Linked DNA regions of Mus musculus: region 2 is linked to region 1. A link is a contact called in public HiChIP or PLAC-seq data. All regions are on one chromosome and are shown on one strand. Each heading gives the region's core, a stretch centred on a gene start, on an enhancer-like site or on the middle of the called end of the contact. The rest is flanking DNA. Distances are from core to core; before and after follow the strand shown.

The links. HiChIP or PLAC-seq counts read pairs in DNA pulled down with a chosen protein or histone mark.
Region 2: an H3K4me3 HiChIP or PLAC-seq map of microglia shows a contact between it and region 1, with 4 times the contacts expected there. The contact joins two enhancer-like sites. A contact is called at or near these places in 1 of 15 datasets of contacts at CTCF or cohesin (the G1E-ER4 cell line), 4 of 484 Hi-C or Micro-C datasets (bone marrow-derived macrophages, myocytes, uterus and 1 more), 15 of 115 datasets of contacts at active chromatin or transcription factors (astrocytes, bone marrow-derived macrophages, differentiating embryonic stem cells and 8 more) and 1 of 9 other capture datasets (embryonic stem cells).

Annotation. Positions count from the first base shown.
Region 1 is chr1:151,078,300-151,083,012 of GRCm38.p6, reverse strand. The region is part of intron 1 of Gm36139 (a long non-coding RNA gene); the gene reads left to right. Gm36077 (a long non-coding RNA gene) reads left to right here. Exons shown (of 2, transcript XR_387461.2): 1 at 1-238; 2 at 2,261-2,568. Among named protein-coding and RNA genes, the nearest start is that of Gm36077, 3.3 kb to the left of the region's middle. Within about 2 kb of position 2,397, at least 60 of the 459 cell types and tissues checked have an H3K27ac peak or open chromatin away from gene starts, as enhancers often do. A contact at or near this core is called in bone marrow-derived macrophages and microglia, where this site is marked.
Region 2 is chr1:151,225,349-151,230,424 of GRCm38.p6, reverse strand. No RefSeq gene overlaps it. Among named protein-coding and RNA genes, the nearest start is that of Gm46162, 23 kb to the left of the region's middle. Within about 2 kb of position 1,929, at least 25 of the 459 cell types and tissues checked have an H3K27ac peak or open chromatin away from gene starts, as enhancers often do. A contact at or near this core is called in bone marrow-derived macrophages and microglia, where this site is marked.

The DNA of each region.
Region 1 (4,713 bases), core at 1,148-3,647:
CTCACCATCATTAGCATATGGGTGTCCTTTAAAGCCATTGGGTTGCACAGAGATAACTAAGGCAGAAGTTCAGAGAGAGAGAACAGATGGTATTTTTTTTCCTGGACATTTAACTTTAAAAGTGGCAGAAGAGTTTGGCAAAAGAACCTAAGAAAGAGCAGCCAGTGATTCTGAAGGAAAAGCAGAAGGCGGAGTCATGAAAGCCAAGACAAGAGAACATGTTGAGGAGAAAGAGGTGGTTAGTGTGAAACTTCTCGGGGGGGCTTAGAAAGATGAGGACGGGATCTTTCTCAAGGGAGAATGAAAGTTGGAATCCAGACAGACGGGAGTACGTTGGGAAATCAGAGTTTCAGTGCAGAAGTAGAGGGAGCAGAGCCTGAATCTTTATTTAGTAAAGTTTGTTGTGAATTGAGAGTAGAAGAAATGAGGGAATTTTTAAAAATGTAAATAGGAATGATATGGTAGAGAGATGCTTATCAACCTTAATCATCAACCCAAAGCAGTCCCTTTGGCTTCCATGTGTGTGTAAGAACGAAATGGAATTTGCCCTCCTGCACCTGACTTATTTCATTAGTATAATGTCCTTCAGCTTAACCCTGTCTCTGATCACAGAGATGTAGGGAGTAGAAAGGTGGTCACTGGAACTTGGGAAGGGGTGGAAGCAGGGGAAGACAGAGGGAGGGTTGTTTGTGGTAGAAGGGTACAGGTGGATAGGACCAATGGCCTCTAATATTCAGCACCTCAGTAGGAGGAGGATGGCTGGTAATAACTGATTTCATATTACAGATAGCTAGTGCAGAAGGAATTTCAATATTCCTAACAGAAAGCAATGATAAATGTCTGAGAGCAGGGTCAATTACCCTGACCTGATCCCTACACACTATACACATCTATGCAGTGCCACACGGCAGCCCGTTAAGTATGCTCAATTACTGCGTGCCAACTGAGAATCAAAACATATTTGAAAATAGCTGATTTGGGTAATTTGTTGGATTGTTCTGAAATAGCAAATGATGTATTCAAAACTGCTCTTCAGAGAGCGAGCCGTGCTAAAACAGTTTTAGGAATAAGCCTTTTCTAAAGTGATGGTTCCGAGGAGTCACTGTATGTATCTCAGAGTCAGTTCCTGGCAGTCGTGGCCCACATTGCTTCCTTACATGAAGCTGGATGCTTAGTGAGTGCTTTTGCTAAGTGATTTCTTTCCTCTGGATCGTCAATGGATGGTTTCAGTCGGTCCTCTAGACTTCTCTTTCTTCAGTTTTGAAAATTGATGGCTAATGATGAAATGAATTGCTGTCAGAGTAGTTCAAACATGGTACTCAATGGAAACAAGTTGGTGTTGGGGACTGGAGAGCTGGATCAGCAGTTGTAAGGGCATACTGCTCTTACAGAGGACTTGAGTTCTGGTCACCCATCCCCCTTGGCTCACAACAGCCTTTATGTCCAGCTCTAGGAATCTGACACAATCTTCTAACCTCTGCACATATGCAGAACTTATCCTACGTGGTGTAGGATAATGATGGCTGATAACAATGAATTCTATGTTCAAACTAACTAGGACAGGGTACCTTTAAATTAAAAATAAAATAAATCTTTAAAAATGAAACGGCATATTAGGGCCATGGACACAGCCAATGGCAGACTTCATGTCTTACATGTGTAGGGTCCCAGGTTCAAGACCAGCATTGTTACAAGAAAGACCAAGGAAACAAGCAAATCTCAGCACAGACTATAGAATTTCACTTTTGCAAAAGCGATATACAGATACTCATAGACTTCATTCGACCATTTATGTTATACATTAGTAGACTGAAATTATTTTAAATAAAATAGCAAGGCTTGATAGGAAATAATAAAAAACAAAAAAACAGCCATGCCCAACCAGGTAAAAATATTTTCAATCCCAAAGAACAGCTCAGATCGTTTGCAGAGAGGATAGATATTCTCCAAGTGCCAGACTCGGCAGGAGAATTTGATTGATTTGCATCTTAGTTCAGACCTAAAAGGACCTTGTTGGTGCTGTTGTTTCTAATGCTCTGTTTCTAAGGCTCAGACTGCCTCCAGCTGTCTTCCTGTTCTTTTCTAAAAGTCCCTGGTTTTTTATGAGCCTGTCCTCCAGACTCTCCTTTTCCGCTTTGCTAACAATAACGGCTCAACTTCCGGACACATTTCCACCAGCGATTTCTTAGCCCCTGCTTCTGAATAGTTTTGCCAGTGAACCCGATTCTTTCCTTCTTCTGCTTCTGGTCTTCATCTACAGGGTCCAGAGTCTCAAGCTCTGTGTCAGCTTCAGGTTGCAGGTTCGCTGCCTGCCTTTGCAGGACAAATGCTCGTCTGGATTGACAACGTTGTCCCTGTTTGCCCACAGCGGCCACTGGCTGTGATGTGTCCTGGCACCCTCCTGCAGTGGCCTGCCACTTGGAACACTGGACCTTGGCATGCCTCTGTGCTCTGGCCCTTTTGGAGATTGTCCCTCAAGGGCTTCATAAGAAATTGGTAACTGTGTTTACTTGGTGGCTGGGAAGAAAGTCTTTAATATCTCAATTAAAAAAAAACTCATAATGTAAATATTTTTTGTTGTTGATGTTGTTTGCTTCCCCCACACACACCTTTTTTAAAATAACATGTGGAGAAAGGATCGTAGATCATTTATTTATTGTGTGTTTATAGTGTCTTAAACACCCCCACCCCCAGCCCTTTTTAGTGCCTTTAGGTCCTTTCTGAGTCTTAACTACCCAGCAGGTTTCTTATCGTCCTTGCCTTGGGGAGTTGTCCTTTTCTGTGCTCTGATAACACACAAGGTCTGCTGGAGTTCTCCGAATGCCGTCTGCTCTGCCTATCTAAGTTTTGTCTTTCCCATTAGACTGCCGGCTTTGTTCTTTTCCTCTTTGTGCAAAGTGGAGCCGCGCAGTCCTAAGGCCCAGAATCTTGGCTCCAGGGTTGCTCAGCTCTTTCCAGTCACTTGCCACCATGGTCGGTACCTTAGGTGCCACCCAATTTACGTTCCGGAACAGTGAAGCCGTCCATTATTTATTTAAACCCTATTTTTAGAAGAGCTGCAAGGTGCTATGAAAACGTTGGGTCTCACCCTGAAAGTTTGGGCAAAGTTCCTCCTAAGAAGCAATAAGTGAGTTTAGATTTGAAAAAGGAGTAGGCCTGAACCAGTTGCCTCTGGAGGAGAGCTCCAGGCAAGAGGAACATGTGGGTGGACTCCGAGCTGGCAAGAAGCACGGGGGTATAGTACCAGGACTATATTGGAAAGATGAAGTAAATGCAGCTGGAACACAGCTCTGGTGAGCACAGAGCTCCGAAGAGCCAGGCTTCCGTGGGCCATTCTCCTGTTGCCTTGAGCCTGTATCCCATGCACACTAGTCATTTAGAGGATATGTTTTAGGCACCAAAATAAGGTCGTTTTGGGGTCAGTGATGAATCACAAAGATCCACCCCGGAAAGAAGAAGCTGCCTTAAGACATTTATTTATTTATTTGACTGCGAGGATTTAGGAGCTGCTAGGTGAGTCCCCGGAGAGATGGAAAGCGGAAGACAGAGGTGCGGAGGTAAAAAAAAAGGAGAGTTATCAAAAGCTGCTGCCTCTTAACACCAGAATCCGGAGCTTTGTGTCCAATGCCTCCCTCTCCCTTCACATACCCTTAGTTTTAGGATCCTGGGCGTTGGGGTGGGAGATTGACACTAGCCAGCAGGGGTTGTGTCTGAGGGGCTCTGGGGTGCTGGGAAACTTTCCCAGCAATGCTAGCTAGCATCTGTATTTACGACAGACCACATTCAAATACATTCAAAGAATTCTGGAAATAAAGCAGGAGGCTGAAACCAATCGCTCATCGCAGGATGGAGGACCATTGCCAAGGCAAACAAGAACAGGTGAAACGAGGAAGGAGCAAGCTCTTAGTCTCCCTCTAGCGGCCACTGTTGGTAGAGACTAGCCGTGCGTCGCCAGCGTGCCAACCCAGGTTTCACATCCAAAGCAGAGAAGGGTGTGTGAAAACTTTCATTTTTATGAGTTTTTAGAAAAGACTCATAGGATGGGGAGGACAGAAGAAGGACAAAGAGGGCACTGAAAAATGGCGACAGGGACAATGAGAAAAGGCTGTCCTTAGATCTCAAAGTGCTTTGAGAGAGACTGTGAAACACACCCACTGTAAAACTAATAATAGTAATAACAATAACAACAACAATAATATAACAACAACAAACTGTTAGGATATGAAGACAAACATTGCTAGAACAGAAAACCCTCGAGTGTGACTTTCATTTCTGCCTTTCCACAGTGCAGCAACTTTGGAAGCCACCGTAGAAAAGTCATTCCATAAACTCTTTTTGGTGTAATAAAGATGGATTCTCTGTCTAATGCAGAAACACACAAAACTTCTTTGTTGGTTTATGCTACTTCAGTCTCTGGATTGGAAAGCACGCACACGGGTGATCATTTAATTACGAATATTATATCCACTTGAGCACGTATATTTTAAATAGTTGATAAAGACCCAAAGTCAGATCTCTCACTGTTGGGCTTAAAGCTGTCGGAAACAATGACCCAGGTGAGGTCAAAGGAGATGCCCCTACAAGTATGGTTTGTGTTCATCTCCTAAGGATCTTACAGCTCTCCTGCCCAAGACCTCCCGGAAAAGAGCAGGTCTCTCTCATTTTCTTGAGCACAGTTCTAAACTCCCTGCCAGCCTTAGGCTTCCCTTGCGA
Region 2 (5,076 bases), core at 680-3,179, 150 kb before region 1:
GGCCTCTAAGGGCCACAGCTCTAGCTGCCTCATTGGCTCGGTTGTTTCCCTTGGAGACAATAGGAGTCATCCGTCTCTGCAGTGGACAATCCCAATAGCTGTAGGGAGATGGGAGGCCTTTAACATGGCCATAATTTAGTTTGCATTAGTTATCCTTCTTTTGTGGTAAGTAACCTGTGCTCCTTCCAGATAGCAGCCTGGGACAGGAAGATATGGAAAGCATATTTGGAATCTGTGTAGATGTTGAGGGATTTTCCTTGTGCCAGTTAAAAGGCACAGGTAAGGGCTATTAGTTCAGCTTGTTGACTGGTGGTATGGGCAGGAAGCGCCTGTGCCTCCACCACCTCTGTGTCTGATACTATGGCATAGCCAGATCTTCTGGTCCCTTCATGTAAAAAGGTATATATATATATACCAGGTATAGATGGCCTGAGGGAATGTGCCCTCCTGTATGTGTGAAGGATGCGGTAATAGTTCCTCTAAAGTTTCAATGCAGGAGTGAGATGGGAGTGGTCAGTATTTGGTTGAGGAAGAAGATTGGAAATATTAAGAGGTGGGCATGATTGAAGTCACCACAAGCGAAGCTCAGCAGCACAATGTGAGGCAAGTCAATACATGTGTGTCATCAGCAAAGGCTATCGAGGAGGTACAAAGCGAACTGTCTGTGGGGTCATACTTATATTCTTTCTAAACATCATGTGCCCTTTCACATGTTTGCTATAGCAAAACGTCCTTTCACCTGACTGCCCCAGCAGAACATCATTATAACCCAAGTCTCTAAAGAAACCAGAAATTTCCACTTTATTCAACCCCCAAAGGAGTCTCAACCCATAGGTTGAGAACAGGTGGACCCAAGTAACTCAGTTATCCTTTGTGTTTAGGTGGGATCTACCAGTGATTGTCAGCAAAGGTTGTTCAGAGAGGAAGAACAGATATTCCTTAGAAGCAAGGCTGTGTTCTGAGCTTGGTTGTGCATGCCCGCCATCCCAGCACTCAGATGTTTGAGACAGGAAATGATGAGTTCCAGCTCAGACAAGGTCTCAAAATACCTCAAACCAAAGCAAAGCTCAGCCAAACCAAGCCATACCAAACAACCAAACACCAGAAAAACAAAGAAGGAGACCAAGGTCTATGCATGTACATGCATCATTAAATCAAAGGTCTGTTAGGTGACAAATTAGTACCCTGATTCTCAGAAGAATAATTCTTTTTTTCTAATACTAAATAACGTGTGATGTGGAATTGAGCTGGAAATAGAAGTCTGCCTTCAGGACCATTCTTGCCTCTATAACAGTTCACTGGCTAACTGGCTCAAGAATATATCTTAACAGCAAAAATGAAGTAACTAGCTAGTATAATATCAGATAACAAATGTTCACCTCCCTTGAATTTTTAAGGCATCCAACTTTGGACCACAACTGTTTTGGTGATCTCTTGTGTATGTCTAGCCTCATGATGGCCAGTAAGACTCAGGAATCTGACTGCCTAATACTTCTTTCTCCTGGTGTCTCAGAATTAGCAAATAGAAACCAACATCTACGAACCACAGACTTACTGTTTTAAAGCACTGACTTGAACAGATCATTTAATTACACCACTCTAGCCCTTAACACACATACCACCCTAATGGGGGAAACAGATTGCAATAGAATTCCTTGCATGGCATAGTTCTTGCATGAGACAGTAATGAGGCAATGTCTGGGACTTACTAAAGGTCATAAATAAATAATTCATAACCCAAAAAAGAAGAACCTTGTACCAGGTGCACTGGTTAGCAGAGAGCCATTCATTGACAACATGAGATAGGATTTTTCTTCTTATATTACTTCAGCTGTCTCTCAACCTATCTGAGAAGTTAGAATCCAACTTAAAAATATATATCCCTCCCCCCTCTTTTTAAGGAACTGATTGCTGTGTTGCCTAGGCTGGCCTGTTAGTTTTAGCCTAACTTCTTCTTTCTGAGCCTTTCCATCCACAGAAGCTACAATCTACAGTTGTAGGTACAGGACATCATGGCAGCTCTAACCTACTTAGGAATAGCTAGAGAAAGAAATACATTACTGGGGGTTGGGAATCAATGCAAAAACAAAAACAAAAACAACCCCCCAAACAAAAAGCAAAACAAAAAAACCCCAATACCAAAAAACCAATCATGGTAGAATCCTTTGAGTTATTTGTTTTGTTTAGAGTTATATAATTTTGTCTCCTTAGAAGTTTGAATTTCGTGTTCAAGGTTAAAAACAATAGCCAATGAACAGCAGCGTCTTTGGGAAATATGTGGTATTTCAAATCCTCACCTTTCCCATCCTATAAAAATAACCTTTTGCTTGGAATGCGACATCATAATAGATTGAAAACAAGAGAAAAGCAATAATGACATTTGGTGCTATTTATATGCACAGCTATAAAGTATTTATTATGGTCAAACCAAATTTTTTCTGTTTTGTCTGTTCCAAAAAATAAACTGTTTTCATATTACAGTGCTCTGTGAGTTTGTTATGAGGCTGTGTATGAACTGGGCTGGGGGTGAGGAGAAAAAGTAGCTCACAGAAAAGATATATACACAGTAATGTAAGATGAAACTTGCCGGGTAAGCGAGGGTCTGACACACAGAGTTAGGAGCGCTGTGCAAAGGAGAGGCGGCTGTGGAAAAAGGCCATTCATTCTGTGGCAGGAAGTGGGCACCTCAGGGGGAGTCTTCAAGAGCCTCAAAATGGGATGTGAGGATGACTCTTGGATGAGTCTATGGCTCCTTCTCCCGGGCATAAAGCTCTGTGGAGGGCGGAGGGGAATATGAGTGAGCCTTGGGGTATGACCTCAGGACGCACAGCTACAGAGGGGATTGCTTTGAACCGGTGCAGCACTGCTTATGCTGTGACTCCCCCTTGATTGTGATTTAAAGCATCAAGAGGCTCAGTCGAGAACTTTGTTATCACAGGGCTGGACACCTGAGAGCCAGGTGAGATCACCTGGAGATCAATCCCACAAAGAGCAGAGAGTTAAGCTTTGCACCCAAAGTTTCAGTGGAGGAAAGAAGATGATGGAATCACTTAGAAAAGGTGAAGGCAAACTGACAGTTCTGGACGGCCCAGGAAAGGAGGGTGGAGATTGAGTGGGGCTGGTGCAGAGCCTGGATTCCAGGCTGGAGGCAGATGGAGGATGAACGACTGCATCCTGGGCTTCTGAGAGTGAAGAATCAAGAGGTATTTTTTTGAACAAGCTTAGCCTTGTTGGCTGTTGCTGGAAGGTCAAGCAATTCAAATCTTGTCCCATCATGTAACTAGAAGGAATGCTGTAGCCATAGACAGCCATTGCTCTGTCAACTACCAAGGAAGTCCTTACAGCCGTGAACTAGCCACATGTCCTCAGGCAAATGTCTGTCTGGGTGTTACTTAAATCATTTAGAGCAAGTCATCTCTAGGGTTTATGAATGGATTTCATCCTCTGAAACGGCCCCACCCAGCTTATTAAATTCTAGGCATTCCTTAAGAATTGTCTCAGAAGCTACCTCTGGCTTAAGTTCTCTCTGTTTACTCATCCATCTATCCCAGTCAGAGGAGACCTTCTTCTCATCACAGACTCGGTGTTGTTGGAACACTCTGATGACAGTGGTCACCTTTCTAGTGACAGTTCTCCGTGTTGCACTACCATTATAATAATTGGTGTTTCACTAATAACTGCTCACTCCATGAGAAGAGAAGTGTGACAAGCTGTTGTTGCTTATGGTAGGTGCTGGAGAGATGCTTTTCAGACAGAGCATTAAGACATCCGTTCCTGAAAGGCAAAACCGTCAGGAAGAGATGGAGATGATTAGAAAGAAAGCGGAGAATACTCTGTGATCTAATTCAGATTTTGGTGAAGTGTTAGAGGCAAACGGAAAATGTGATTTCATTTGGCTTAACTGGTTTATTTGGTTGCTTTCTGCTGCAAACTTGAAGCCGCTGAAGATATAAAAAGCTTTTAATAGAGGTGGTAAGCTGCTACTGGCTGCTCTTCCAGAGGACCAGAGTTCTATTCCCAGCACCCATATGGCATCTCACAATCACCCACACTCCAGTTCCAGTCGACCCAATGACCTTTTAAAGACTTTGCTGGCACCAGACGTACATGTGCTACACAAAATACATTTGATAAAACATACATATGCAGAATTTTTTTCTTTCTGCAATAGCCCTGCTCGATCCAGCCCAGAGATTTATTTATTATATGTAAGTACACTGTAGCTGTCTTCAGACACACCAGAAGAGGGTGTCAGATATCATTACGGATGGTTGTTGAACCACTATGTGGTTGCTGGGAATTGAACTCAGAAATTTTGGAAGAGCAGTCAGTGCTCTTAACTGCTACGCCATTGCTCCAGCCCAGAAAAGATTAAAAATAGCTATTAGTAGAGGCACAAGTGAATCATGCAGATATCTTTATGGGGTTTAAAGAATTCTGTCATAGAGAATATGGATGACTTAGCAGATAAGAGCACTCAATATTCTTCTAGAGGACCCAGCCCCCATGACAGGTGCCTCACAATGACCTGTAAGAACAGCTTCAGCGATCTGATGTGTCTGACCTCCGTGGACATATGTACACATATATGCACATATCTCTACACAGACATACCCACACACATACAGTAAAAAAATAAATCTTACCAAAAGAATTATATCATATGAAATGGAAAATGCAGTGGAAGAAGGAGAAGTGAAAACTAATATATTTGTAAAAGCATTAAAACAGCATACCGTACTGAAGGACAATGTGATCTTTAGACATTAAAAGAAAAAAATCTAAAATGTACCTCATAACTGTGCTCAGTGTTTCATAGTAATCCAAAACATTTTAAAAGATGCGTTTGTTCACCTGTTTGATCAGCATTCATTGTCTACATCTACTGGATTATCATAATTCACCCAATAAATATATACAATTAAAATACTAATACAATCTAAATATGGATTTTAACTAATTAGTCAAAGGATAAAGCGTTTTTTTCAGGCTAATAATCACCTAAAAGATGTATTTCTAGCAGGGTATGATGGTAATCCTAGCAGCTGGGAGGCAGGGCTGGAGGATCACAGCCGG